2 separate regions of the Sus scrofa genome follow, and region 2 is linked to region 1. The links are chromatin contacts, called in public Hi-C maps. All regions are on one chromosome and are shown on one strand. Each heading gives the region's core, a stretch centred on a gene start, on an enhancer-like site or on the middle of the called end of the contact. The rest is flanking DNA. Distances are from core to core; before and after follow the strand shown.

What was found. Hi-C and Micro-C count contacts between places; a contact is called where the count stands out from the background.
Region 2: a Hi-C map of liver shows a contact between it and region 1, with 4 times the contacts expected there. The contact joins two enhancer-like sites. A contact is called at or near these places in 2 of 47 Hi-C or Micro-C datasets (embryonic fibroblasts and liver) and 1 of 2 datasets of contacts at active chromatin or transcription factors (skeletal muscle).

The regions. Positions count from the first base shown.
Region 1 is chr17:17,326,363-17,333,095 of Sscrofa11.1, reverse strand. All of the region lies in intron 3 of PLCB1 (1-phosphatidylinositol 4,5-bisphosphate phosphodiesterase beta-1), which reads right to left. Among named protein-coding and RNA genes, the nearest start is that of PLCB1, 320 kb to the right of the region's middle. Within about 2 kb of position 4,140, at least 1 of the 83 cell types and tissues checked has an H3K27ac peak or open chromatin away from gene starts, as enhancers often do. A contact at or near this core is called in liver, where this site is marked.
Region 2 is chr17:17,510,471-17,517,203 of Sscrofa11.1, reverse strand. PLCB1 (1-phosphatidylinositol 4,5-bisphosphate phosphodiesterase beta-1) reads right to left here. Exons shown (of 33, transcript XM_021077401.1): 5 at 2,553-2,632; 6 at 503-556. Among named protein-coding and RNA genes, the nearest start is that of PLCB4, 400 kb to the left of the region's middle. Within about 2 kb of position 2,338, at least 24 of the 83 cell types and tissues checked have an H3K27ac peak or open chromatin away from gene starts, as enhancers often do. A contact at or near this core is called in liver, where this site is marked.

The DNA of each region.
Region 1 (6,733 bases), core at 2,891-5,390:
TCTTATTTTTAGCCCAATATTATTGAGTTGGTCATATGTCATAAATGGAGGATGGAAGAATTCCTCAAATAAAATCCTCCAGCTAGGTTGGTTGTTGGTACAAAATGCGGAATCTCTCATAGATGCTTTACTAAGAAGAGTCTTTAAAAAGAGAGTGATGGGAGTTCCCGTCATGGCTCATTGGTTAACGAATCCGACTAGGAACCATGAGGTTGCGGGTTCGATCCCTGGCCTTGCTCAGTGGGTTAAGGATCCGGCGTTACCATGAGCTGTGGTGTAGGTCATAGACGCATCTTGGATCCCATGTTGCTATGGCTCTGGCATAGGCCAGCAGCTGTAGCTCCGATTAGACCCCTGGCCTGGGAACCTCCATATGCCATGGGTGCTGCCCTAGAAAAGACAAAAAAATAAAAATAAAAATAAAGAAATAAAAAGAGAGTGTGCTTCCTATCAGGCTAAGGAATAAAGGAACACATAATCCAGTACTCTGCTTGAGGCATAAAGCAAAGCCACCAGGAATCTGAGGAGCAGAGACTGATGAAAGTAGAAATGAAGGAGTTCCTGTCGTGGCGCAGTGGTTAATGAATCCGACTAGGAACCATGAGGTTGCAGGTTCGGTCCCTGGCCTTGCTCAGTAGGTTAACAATCTGGCGTTGACGTGAGCTGTGGCGTAGGTTGCAGACGCGGCTCAGATCCAGCGTTGCTGTGGCTCTGGCATAGGCCAGTGGCTACAGCTCTGATTGGACCCCTAGCCTGGGAACCTCCATATGCCGCGGGAGCGGCCCAAAGAAATAGCAAAAAGACGACAAAAAAAAAAAAAAAAAAAGAAAGAAAGAAAGTAGAAATGAAAAGAGCAGTACATTGGTAGAATTCTGATGTGACAACCATGGGCAAGTTTACTTCAGAATTACACTGTTTTCACATGAAAAACACCATCTAAGAATGGTCCTGACTAATGGATGCTCCTACCTGTTGATTAATCAGAGTTTGACACGAAATTGAAAGAAAAACATATGTGATGACTTTGTTCACTACATTCAATAAAACTCTTCCCCAAATTGATGTAGCTGTTTTAATCCATTAGAGCTAAATATTAGGTTTGAAGTAGGTGGGAAGAGATTTGGCATGAAATTTTTCAACAGGAATGAGAACACAATCATTTTACCTACAATCTCTGACTCATCTAAGACCACAAAGGAAATTAATAGCAGACACTTCCGGGAGTGGGCTGGGAGGAAGCCTAGGAAAAATGATCCTGAAATATTCATGCTAAATCATTAGGCTTTTCAAAGACTTCAAAGGGTAAAGATTCTCTTTCATTTTATTGCATAATTGAATTCTACAGAGCAAAGTTCAATATATTACCATTAACTTTCATTAAATTATTAGAGATGTAATGCCACAGAAATATTCCCCAGTTAACTAAGATGTGATAGTCAACCCCACGGTGCAATGGCCATTGTAATCCATTAATGGAATCATGCATATAACAAATAGAAGAGTTACGTACATTTAGGGAATGTCTTAGTTTGGCCTCCCACCAGGATAGTACCTTAGACAAGGATATGAGTGCAGGAAGTTTATTTGGGAGATGATCCCAGAAGCAAAAATGAGGAGTGTGGGCAATGACATATAGAAGGAAGAGTTAGTTATTAATAAAAGATACAGGGATGAGTTTGTTTCTACTTTGCATTGAGTGATGGCTCTGTCCTGCTGGGGATGCCCTTAGAAACTGTGCCTCAGAACTATTCTCCTGTGCATGGAGAGTCTGTCTATTCACCTAGAAGCTACTTCCTAACATCCACTGGTTGAGAGGGCTCAACCCTCAAGGATGTTAACTCCCCTGAATTCTATGTTGCACTGGTCCACTGACTGGTCTTCCAATTTCTCTCCCACATGAACTAGAACTAAGGTTCTGGTGATATGTAATGAATTGTCTATGACATTTGCTCCAATATCTAGCGGGTCAAGGTTGTGTGTTGAATCACTAGTCTGTCACAGAGATGCAGGATGATATAGTAGCCGAAAGAGTGATTGTTTAGTGTCACCTACATGGCACTTTCATATTATCTTCAATCCTCAGTTTCCTCATCCATAAAATGGTGACAATAATAGAATTCATAATGCATATAAAATATCTGATAGAACACCTGCCATATTGTAAGTGTTCCATAGAAATGAATTGTTTTCATTTTCCTAAATAAATATTTCTAATCTTTTTTATTGCCAGCAATGTTCACCAAACCAAGACTGACCATTTATGTTATTCTTTTCATTGAATTTTCATTGAAGACGATTCCATTCCCCTTCTCACTTTATTGGCATTTGAAACAGCCAATTGATGAGTTAAGAAATGTCGCATTCCCTGGTAGTTGGTATGCTCATGGAGTCAGAAAACATCAGGACAGGAAGGGACCTCCAAGTTCATCCCATCAAATCCCCTTAGCCATGCCTCTCAGCAAATGCAATTTCCTTTCATAACTAGAAGCCACCTGTTGACCTTAAACAACTGAAACTGATTCGAGTGAGACCCATTTCTTCACTTTGTTGCCATCACTACTCTACACAAACAACTAAAATCCAGACAGGACAGGAAAGCACAGTTTGAAAAATTCAAAATGCTCCTCCAAAAAGAAGGAGTCAGTAGAAAGAACACTTCTTTTTCAAAAATGAATTACCCTTGAGATATTATGTGGACATTTTCTCCAGATTTGCTCAGAAATGGTAGACATTGCTATTTCCATCTCAGTAGGAATCCTGATGTGGAAACAGGTTTTTATAAGAAGGGTTTTCACATTTGTCTTCAGGGGTGCCTAACACAGCAATTACTCTGCCAGCTCAGGCTTCTTCCACTGCCTTCTAAATGTAAACATAAACATCCACAGACTTACTTAGAAGTGTTTCAGCCACGTTTCCACACAAAGGCTTTGCTCCTACCAAAAACATAGAATGGCCCGAGTACCTTTGAAAAACTGTAATTATCAACTACTGGTGGTTTAAACAGAAATAGACACAAGACTGATGAATGCTGAAGGTTTCCAGAGCCTACCCAATTAAGGTAAAAATACCTGGCAGGGCCAACAGAAAAACACAAACCCTGTGAGGTTTCTTGCCCCGCTCAAGACATTTTTCATGCTGGTCAAGAAAAGAAATCCCTTTTCAAAGGGATGTGGTCCAAGTTCATAAGCTCCTAGCCCTAAAAGCAGTTTCTTGAAGAAGTTTGCAAAGCTGGTGACACAGAAGCCATTGTGTGTCACCCAAAGGCAAAATCTGGCAGGCAAAATCGTCTCCATGGGAAAATACAGGTGGGATTGTCAAGTTTAGTTGGGACAGCATGTCTCAGGGCTACTGCCAAAGGGCTGATTTGAAAGAAGGCAACATGAACATAAACAAAGGCTGGAGCCATTTTCCTGATGTTCTGTCCAACATACACAGTGTCGGAAATCATAAAGTCCCCAAAGGAAATTAAAGGTCATTTTTGTCACCTTTTCTCTCTGTCCTGCCCCTCCCCTCCTCCAGCCCTTATTGCAGGATTTCCTGCTAAAGTCTAAGTTCACATACTAATTATCCAGTTTTCTTGAAAAATGACTCTAAGACTTTCTCATTAGCTTGTTTCCTTGTCGGACATCTAGAAACTAGAAAAGTCCTGCTATTGGGCAAAATTATATTTCCCTGTAATTTCTACTGAGTGTCTCCTTCTGATCCCCTAGGGTAATTCTCTTTCCTACTGAACCATCTTTCACACTTCTCAAGAAGCTGACCCCATCCCTTAGCACATCTTTTCTACCACAAACAAAATGCTCCCCAGTTTTCTGGACCGTGATTCATGTAACTTGGTTTCCAGACCAGTCATACCCTAGTGATTATGGGTGGTATTCTAGGCATTACTTGTGGAGTATTTGAAATGGTGGGCACTGCTTTATGAACATTTTCTCAATGAATACTCCAAATGTCTTAGGATCCCCACCTCAGAGATGAGGAACCTCAGGTATGTAGCTCTCCCAAATTTCACAGCTAGTAAGTGAAGGATCTCGGAGTAAAAACCGGTCACTAAAACCTAGCACTCAAAACCCTGGGCTTGGAACCATTTACTACACAGCTCTCCTGTTTGTTGACCTGTTCAGGGTAATGCCCAAAAGTGAAAGCATGTCTTCAGCTGCGGTCTGATTGATCCAGAGCACAGTTGGCTTTTGACTTCTTTTAATGATGTCTAGAATGTGACAAATATTTCTAAATGGCCAAATCACAATGTTACCTCACACTGCATTTGGATCAAAGCAAATCATTCAGTGTGTGGACATTCATGCATGCATACTGTAATGTGTGTGCAATTTCAATAAAACCCCAATTTTATGTATCCAGGATTCCAGATCATTGAGAGCCCTTTGAACCTTCATGCTATGATGCAATGAATCAACTATATCTCCAAATTGTGCTTCAAATAACATTTGAAAACTACATCTTCCATGATGGCTTCACAGGATTTCATAATAAAAATAACTGACCAGAAGAAGAGGAAGGATATAACACTGAGATACAATCCATCAAAAATACCCATTCATTGGGTTTGACTATACAATGAGATACTCATTTGCTTGACTAAATAACCTATTCATGTGCAGACCGCTAATTCTCATCTCGTTCTTTCCTAAGTGTTCCCATACTAGGGACTTAAAAATCCCACATCAGGAGTTCCTGTTGTGGTGCAGCAGAAATGAATCTTACTAGGAACCATGAAGTCAATCCCTGGTCTTGTTCAGTGGGTTAATGATCTGGCGTTGCCCTGAGCTGTGGTGTAGGTCGCAGATGCGGCTGGTATCTGGAGTTGCTGTGGCTCTGATGTAGGCCGGCAGCTGTAGCTCTGGTTAGACCCCTAGCCTGGGAATCTCCATATGCTGCGGAAGTGGCCCTAAAAATAAAGGGGAAAAAAATCCCACATCATACACCAGAAATTGACAGAAAATTGTAAATCAACTATACTTTAATAAAAAAAATTTTTAAATCCCACATCAGTCAACAAATGGACTTATCTTTGAAACAGAAACAGACTCATAGACATAGAGAACAGATTTGTGGTTGCCAAGAGGGAGGGTAGTGGGGGAGGTGTGATTGGGAGTTTGGGATTAATGGATTAACAGATGTAGACATATATAAAATGGATAAACAATGACGACCTACTGTATAGCACAGGGAACTGTATTCAATATCCTGTGATAAATCATAAAGGAAAAGAACATGAAAAAGAATATATGTATACTTTACATACATGTAAGGCTATATATACATATACACACACACACACACACCCACACACACACACACACACACACATGACTGAATCACTTTGCCATACAGAAAAACTAACACAACATTGTAAATCAACTATACTGCAATAAAATAAAAACAAATCCCACATCAGTCAAGATTCCAACTTCCACCTCCTCCAAAATTTAATAAAAATAAATATTAAGTGAAAAGTTTTTTTGTTTTTGTTTTTGTCTATTTAGGGCCGTACCTGTGGCATATAGAGGTTCCCAGGATAGGGGTCCAATTGGAGCTACAGCTGCTGGCGACACCACAGTCACAGCAATGCAGGATCATGTCTGTGATCTACACCACAGCTCATGGCAACGCTGGATCGTTAACTCACTGAGCAAGGCCAGGGATTGAACCTGAGTCCTCATGGAAGCTAATCAGAGTCATTAACCACTGAGCCCCAACAGGAACTCCAAAGTGAAGAGATTTTAATCAAGATTTAGAACTCAGAGGTACAAGCAGGTCAAGTGAACCAATAAGGGAAGCCAGTGCATGGAGGATTAGCCACTGTTGGGGGGCTATTGTTACCCCTGGTCCTGAAGAGATGTGGTGAAGCAGAGGTAGGGATGTGATGGGAAAAGACTGACTCTATGTCATGAGAGCTGGAGCTGTAAAAGAGGGGCTGTCTTTTGGGAGCTGCAGTTGAGGAGATATTCAGCCACTGCAACAAATGTGGTGCTGAAGGAGGGAGGATGGAAGATAAACACCTCATGTCTCTCCTCACTTCCCTCCAATAGCCTGACTGTCTCTCATTGGCCAAACTCCAACTGTCACCCAGAGTCATGGTGCTGGGAAAAGGAGCAGATAAGACAACGGTGGAGAATGGACTTTGGGAGAAAGGGAACAGCCAACAGAGAAAAATAAGCATATATCCGTCTCCAGTTTGGCTAATGGTCAATATGCCTTCTTGCCAATTTCTTCCTCACATTGGTAAAAGTGATTTTTAAATTAATATGAGTGGTATACTCATTCATTACCATGTAAAAATCAGGGGTCTCAGCCCAGCAAGATGGTGGAACTTCCACTTCAGCCAATAATGTTCAAGAAAAATACAATGCAAGGCCAGGATCCATAGTCAATTGCCATTTGCATTAAACACCACAACACACATTTATTTATTTATTTATTGCTTTTTAGGGCCACACCCGCAGCATACAGAGATTCCCAGGCGAGGAGTCCAATTGGAGCCACAGTTGCTGACCTATGTATGCCCCAGCCACAGCAATGCCAGATCCTTAACCCACTGAGCAAGGCCAGGGATGGAACCCACGACCTCATGTTTCCTAGTCGAATTCGTTTCCACTGTGCCATGACGGGAACTCCCACAATATACTTTTAAATCAAAATGTCAAATGCAGTTTTTTTTTCTGCTGTCTGGAAAACTGGGTTTTACTGAGTCTCTCTGTGGTAAACTAAT
Region 2 (6,733 bases), core at 1,089-3,588, 190 kb before region 1:
CCCACAGGGAACATGGTGGAGCTGAGTTGTCCTTTTCTCCTTTTGATGGGATTTCATGCTTCAGTTTTCTTTCCTGCTCCTGGGCTGCTTCATCATGTATGTTCCCTGCCTGGCTTCTGTTGACATTTGAATTTGCAACCCCTGCTTTGAGGCTAATGTCATTGTGGTAGAAAGAGGCACCAAGGTCACTCAGTTTCCATTCCTAGAATAGACCTGGGTCTCAGATGGTCTTTTGGGTTTAGCAGTAAAGTTCCACCCCCTCCAACCCCTTCCTGCTTTGGTGTGTTTTGAAAGTGATGCCACAGGAAAGGGGGGAGGCCCAGGAAATCTCTATGAGAAAACCAGCTACCCTGAGGTGCGTAAGTAGTGTGTGGGTGGGGTTACCATGTATTCCCATGCTCCCACTTGGGCCGGTGGAGAAATAAAACAGAGCCATGGCACAGATTCAAATCTTTGAGGGGGAAAATAAAAGAGAATAATGTGAAATGCTCACGCAGCTTACTTTTTGAGAGGAATGCGTCCTTCTGGAGTGACTTGCAGCTTAAGTTTAGTATAGCTGTTGGAGAAACAGAAACAAGTGTTTAACTTCTAAAAAGCTTTTTATTGAAGAACAAAATGCACAGAAAAGGGCTCGTGCATATGGACTCTTTGCTGAATTTTCACAAATTGCCCAAGTTTCTGCAATCAGCATTCAAATCAAGAAGAAGCCCCTCTCTTGCCCACTTCCAGAACCTGTCCCCAAATGGGAACCATTATCCTGACTTTGAACAGCTCAGATTATTTTTGTACTTTATGTAATTGAATCACATTCTTTTGTGTCTGGCTTCTCCTTCTTTTTTTTTTTTTTTAATCGTCACAACTGTGGCATATGGAAGTTCCTAAACTAGGGGTTGAATTGAAGCTGCAGCTGAGGCCTATGCCACAGCTATGGCAATACCCCAGCCAAGTGACCGACACTGCTGCTTGTGGCAACGCCAGATCCTTAACCCACTGAGCAAGGCCAGGATTGAACTTGCATCCTCATGGAGACTACATCAGGTCCTTAACCCAATGAGCCACAATGGGAACTCTGTGTCTGGCTTCTTTCACTCAATATTGTGTTTTAAAGATCCATCCATATTTTTGCTTTTCATTGTAGATCTTTCCCTCTCATTACTGTATAGTATTCCATTGTGTCAATATACAACTCCATTTTTCTCTTCAGCTGCTTCTGGACATGTGGCTAGAGAGAAGGAGTCGTAGAACTTACAAACTCTGTTGATGGGTGTGCAAACTGGGACTACCAACTGCTCTCACTATGACACAGCAATCCCATACCTAGGTGTAGGTGCAACAGAAATGCCTATAATGTGTTCACTGAAAAGCATGGTCTAGAATGTACATAGAAGCTATTCACAGGGACATAGCTATTGGAAATGGACATTTGCAGTAAATAGGATGAGCCAACTAGATGTTTTGCAAGTTATGCAATGTTTCAGGTAAAACATCTTATTTACCTCTTCTCACCTTTCATTAACATTATGTGGCACAACAGATGTTCTAGAAATGTCTGTTAGAGGAAGAATGGTAAGATCAAAGAAAATGAAAAAAGAGTAATAAAGGAAGGGGAAGAGGGAAAAGGATATAGGAAGGGTCCTTGAGGTGACAAAGTAAAGTGATGAGATGATCACATGAAAGAGTATTTGAGTGAAGACACAGTAAAGGAACTCACTGACGGGTGTGAGGAAATGTGGGCTGGAGTCTTCAGTCTGGAACTATGGGGATGGGATGTCTTACAGAAGAAGAGCGAAGAGAGCAAGTCGTTAAATAAAATAAAGGACCACCTAGTAATGTTTCTGCTTGTGGTTTTGATTTCAAGGCTTCCCAGCCTCCTGGACATCCACAGTTTCCAAAGTGAAAACAACTAGCTTTCCTGGCTGCTCATCTGGCAGAGATCATTATTTTCCTTGGTCAAATAAATTTCAGAAGAGACTGTGTAATTCCAGAGCTATTGAGTAATCCTGTTTTGCTCTCTTTCCTTTTCTTTTTCATTCTGCTCTTTCCTCTACATCCTTTTTCTCTTTTCTTACTAACCCTTGCTGCAGTGGTCTATCATGGCAGGAATCAGGACATCAGCCTATTGATTTAAGTAGCATCTATCACAATTTCTCAGACTCAGAATTGAGTCCCATATGTTGTTCATTCTCTTCCTCAGATTAATAATTGATACAACACAGGCAGATGTAGGACCAAAGATGCTCTGAAATGAATAATTTTTGGTTCTGAGTACAGCTGCCAGGATTTGGAAGTATCTCCTTACTGTGTGTCAAAGGCATTGACATTCAGCGGAGCACAGTGTAACGCGGATATGCCATTCTGAGGACAGAGCCAGCTTTCCTGGAAGTCTTCCAATTCCAAACAGTGGACATATCAGTTCTCTAACAAGTCCCACAGGGAAATTTATGTTTATCAATGTGAGAAGCCAGTGGAGCATAAACAAAAGACTCACAAAGGAGAAAGGAAACTGACTCAGATGAAGTAACACCCTTAGCAATAAAATTAGAGCTACTTACGCTTTTTCCAGAAATGCGTCCCTGGACATGTTCTGGGCCAGCAGGTTTGTTGCCAAACTGAAAACCTCATTTGTCCATTCCTGAAAAATGTAAATCGCACTCGTGCTAGCTTAAATACTGTACAGTCATTAGACACATGTTTTTAGCCAGGCTACTAGGAAGACAAATTAGCTCAATTTGTACACCTAAGTTTTTTATTTTTTCTGTGAAAATGATATAGTTAAATTCAAATCCTGAGTGACTACTCCTTTCCTAAGGAAATGTTCTTTATCCATAAACAAAATTCTATCTACTTTAAAAAATACCTACAGATAAATAACTGGTGTGTTGCCTCTAATATCCAAGCATGTCTAACTATTTTCCTGGAATATAAACAGATAAAGAGTTTAAAATATAGCCAAATATATTTTCATCACACCTGCAAATAGGGTCTTCCTATTTCACCAGTCAAGCCAAAGTAGCTATACCCAGCAATCTGATCTTTAAATGTTAATTGCAGTTCTAGTAGTTCTCTAAACTGGTTGCAGTCACAATGCCATACAATATCCAGTGCAATGTCATATTCTACACCAGCTCGATAAATCCCTTACTACTGTCCTAATCTCAATCCCTACCTCACACCATTCACCACTGATATCTCTTGGCTTCCAGGAAAATGGAAAAGAGTAAATCTACAAAAAAATTTTGAAGTTCCATTCTGGGTGATAATGTTAAATGCACAATTAACATTCTGGGCCAGAGCAAACAAAGCAAAACAAAACAAAAAACTTCTAATAGAAGATGACATAAGGACTAAATAATGTAATCATTTGATGTAGTTGACTTGGCTCTCTCCTCAATGAAATCATGTTTTTTCTTTTTTTTTTTTTTTTTTTTTTTTTTTAGTTTAACAGCTTTTCCACCTTGTTTTGTTATTTCTACTGTAGTTGTGTTGGTCTTTTGTGTTTTGCCTCCTGATTTAAGGCATTGATAATATGCTGTTGTGTAATACAGTAATATTTGAGGTAGAATTTGGGGTATAGAGTGTTGGGAGAGGAAAGAGGGTGCTCTAGGCAGTGCTTTTTTTGGGTTGTTTTTGTTTGTTTTTATGGCCGGCATATTAAATCTGAGCTGAAGATAACAGCAATGTCAGATCCTTTAACCCACTGTGCCCAGTGGGGATTGAACCTGCACCTTCAGTGACCTGAGCCACCTCAGTGGGAGCTCCTGGTTGGTTTTTGTTTTTTACTTTAAAATATTGAGTTTATTTAAAAAATAAGCACAGTAAAAACTGTCACACAAATTAAGTTATCAATGAAAGACACTATTATCAATTCAAGTGTACATATGTAACTCCTCAAATTAAAAACCTTTAATTTTCCTTGAAGCCTTTTTCATTCTGAGGTTATATAAAATTAAGCAGGACAACATAAATATTAAATGAAAATCAATTTTGCACAAATGATTGCGATCAAGCAGTTTAAATTATCCCTTGAAGTACCTGTACTTCAGGAAAGAAAATCTGAGATGACAGCATTGTATATGCTATAAAAAGATTCCCACTATTCCATGGGGTATGTCTTAGTGTCAGGATTCAGTGGGAATGGGGCATGGGCTAAAGGGAATTGGAAGAAAGACGGGAAGTTACCACAAAATAGGAGAGTTGAGGTGAGAGTAAGGAGAGCATTTAATGTCTTGTTCAGTTTTCTGGAGAGAGTTTAGCAAAAAATCTAGTATCACTGAAGGCTTTTCTTTTAGGGTAAGAGGTAAGGAGAGCCAGGGCTAGACGGTATGTTAAGGAGGTTATCTGGCAGCCAAGTGCAGGGTGGAACTGAGGGTGAGAAACAAAACAGTGGGAACTCAGTTAGGAAACTGTCACAGTCCAGTCAAATATTGAAACCTTGGACTCTATAGACTATTGGTGGAGGGCTTGGGGAAGACAGCACTGAAGAGCAGAAAGTGAAGCAAACTTGAGGTACACACAGAAAAGTTTTGCAATAACTTTTTTTTTTTTTTTTTTTTGGTCTTTTTGCCTTTTCTAGGGCCACTCCCATGGCAAATGGAGGTTCCCAGGCTAGGGGTCGAATCGGAGCTGTAGCCACCGGCCTACACCACAGCCACAGCAACGCGGGGTCCGAGCCACGTCTGCAACCTACACCACAGCTCAAGGCAACACTGGATCCTTAACCCACTGAGCAAAGCCAGGGATCGATTCCGCAACCTCATGGTTTCTAGTCGGATTCGTTAACTGCTGCACCACGACGGAACTCCCTGCAATAACTTTTTAACAGCTTTAAAACAAAATTTCTCAAATAGGTTATTTATGGCTAATAACTACTGGCACTGATTTTTAAAATATGTATCTGGTATGGCATTTTCCAGGCTATGGGTCAAACTTCAGACTTTTCCAGCTCCATGGCAACCTTATGCATTGGTGAAAGCATTTATAATTGGGGGCAATGTACCATTTTGTGTTTACCGTGGGCTGATTCTACACCAGAAATAGGTACAGTAAGACATTATGAAGAGCTGGTGAGATTTAACTGCGCCTGACCTTTTAGTTTGAAAGCTAAGACTTCCATTATATCTGGTCCAATAGAAATATAATGTGAGCCGCACATACAATTTAAAATTTCCAGAGAGTTCCCTCATGGCTCAGCATGTTAAGGATCCAGCGATTATGTCGCTGCTGTGCATGGGTTTGATCCCTGGCCTAGGAACTTCCTCATGCCAAGGGCATGCCAAAAAAAAAAAAAAAAAATGCAGTAGCCACTTTATAAAAAGTAGAAATAAGCAGGTGGAAATAATTTAAGAATATACTTTACTTAACCCAATATTTCAAAAATATTATTAATCATATAATCAACATACAAATTACTGAGATATTTTATAGTCTTTTTATGGGCTTAGTCTTTGAAATGAGGTGGGAATTTTGCACTTGCAGTCCATCTTAGTTTGCACTGGCAACCTTTCAAGCGCTCAACAGCTACACGTAGTTGGGAGCTATGGCTGCAGCAGTGGTCAGTGTAGGTCTTCTATATCCTTAGCTCTTTCTGTGAGTTCTCTATAAAGCCAGCTGAAAGACAGCATCAACACCACCTTCATGGCACAGCCACGGTTAGCTCATTCAGAAAGTAAAACATAATTTATTTCATCACATTCTCGGAATGCGAGTATCTAAATTCCCAAGTGTGGAATTCCTAGAATCCACTGACTTCCTACAGTCTTTTGTGATATGCAGAAGATCTGACCTAGATCGAATCAAAGATTCGGGGACTAAAGCAGTGACCAAGGAAACTTTGGAAATAATCTAACTCTTGGTTGGGTACAGGTCTTTGTACCACACTGAGCTAAAACAGCATGTATCTTTTGTTTGTTTGTTTTTGTTTTTTTGTCTTTGTAGGGCTGCACCCAAGGCATTTGGAGGGTCCCAGGCTAGGGGTCAAGTCAGAGCTGTAGCTGCCTGCCTATACCACAACCAATGCAGCAATGCAGGATCCAAGCTGCATTTTCGACCTACACCACAGCTCACAGCAATGCCAGATCCTTAACCCACTGAGCAAAGCCAAGGATCAAACCCATGTCCTCTTTTTTTTAAAAATAATTTTAATTATAGTTGATTTATGTTATGTCAACTTCTGCTATACAGCAAAGTGACCCAATTAGATATTTTATATACATATATATATACATACAGTTTTTTTTCTCACATTGTCCTCCATCATATTTAATCGCAAATGATTAGATATAGTTCACTATGCTATACAGCAGGATCTCATTGCTTATCCTCTACAAATGGATTACTTTGCATCTTCTAACCCCAAACTCCCCATCCATCCCACTCCCTATCTTTTCCCCTTGGCAACCACAAGTCTGTTTTCCATGGCTATGAGTTTGTTTTTTTCTGTAGATAGGTTCATTTGTACCATATATTAGATTCCAGATATAAGTGATATCATATGGTATTTGTCTTTCTCTTTCTGACATTTCACTTAGCATGAGAGTCTCTACTTGTATCCATGTTGCTGCAAATGACACTATTTTGTTTTCCTTTATGGCTGAGTAATATTCCATTGTAGGTACCATGTCTTAATCCATTCATCTGTCAATGGACATTTAGGTTTTTTCATGTCTTGGCTATTGGGAATAGTGCTGATTCCATTGTAGGTACCATGTCTTAATCCATTCATCTGTCAATGGAC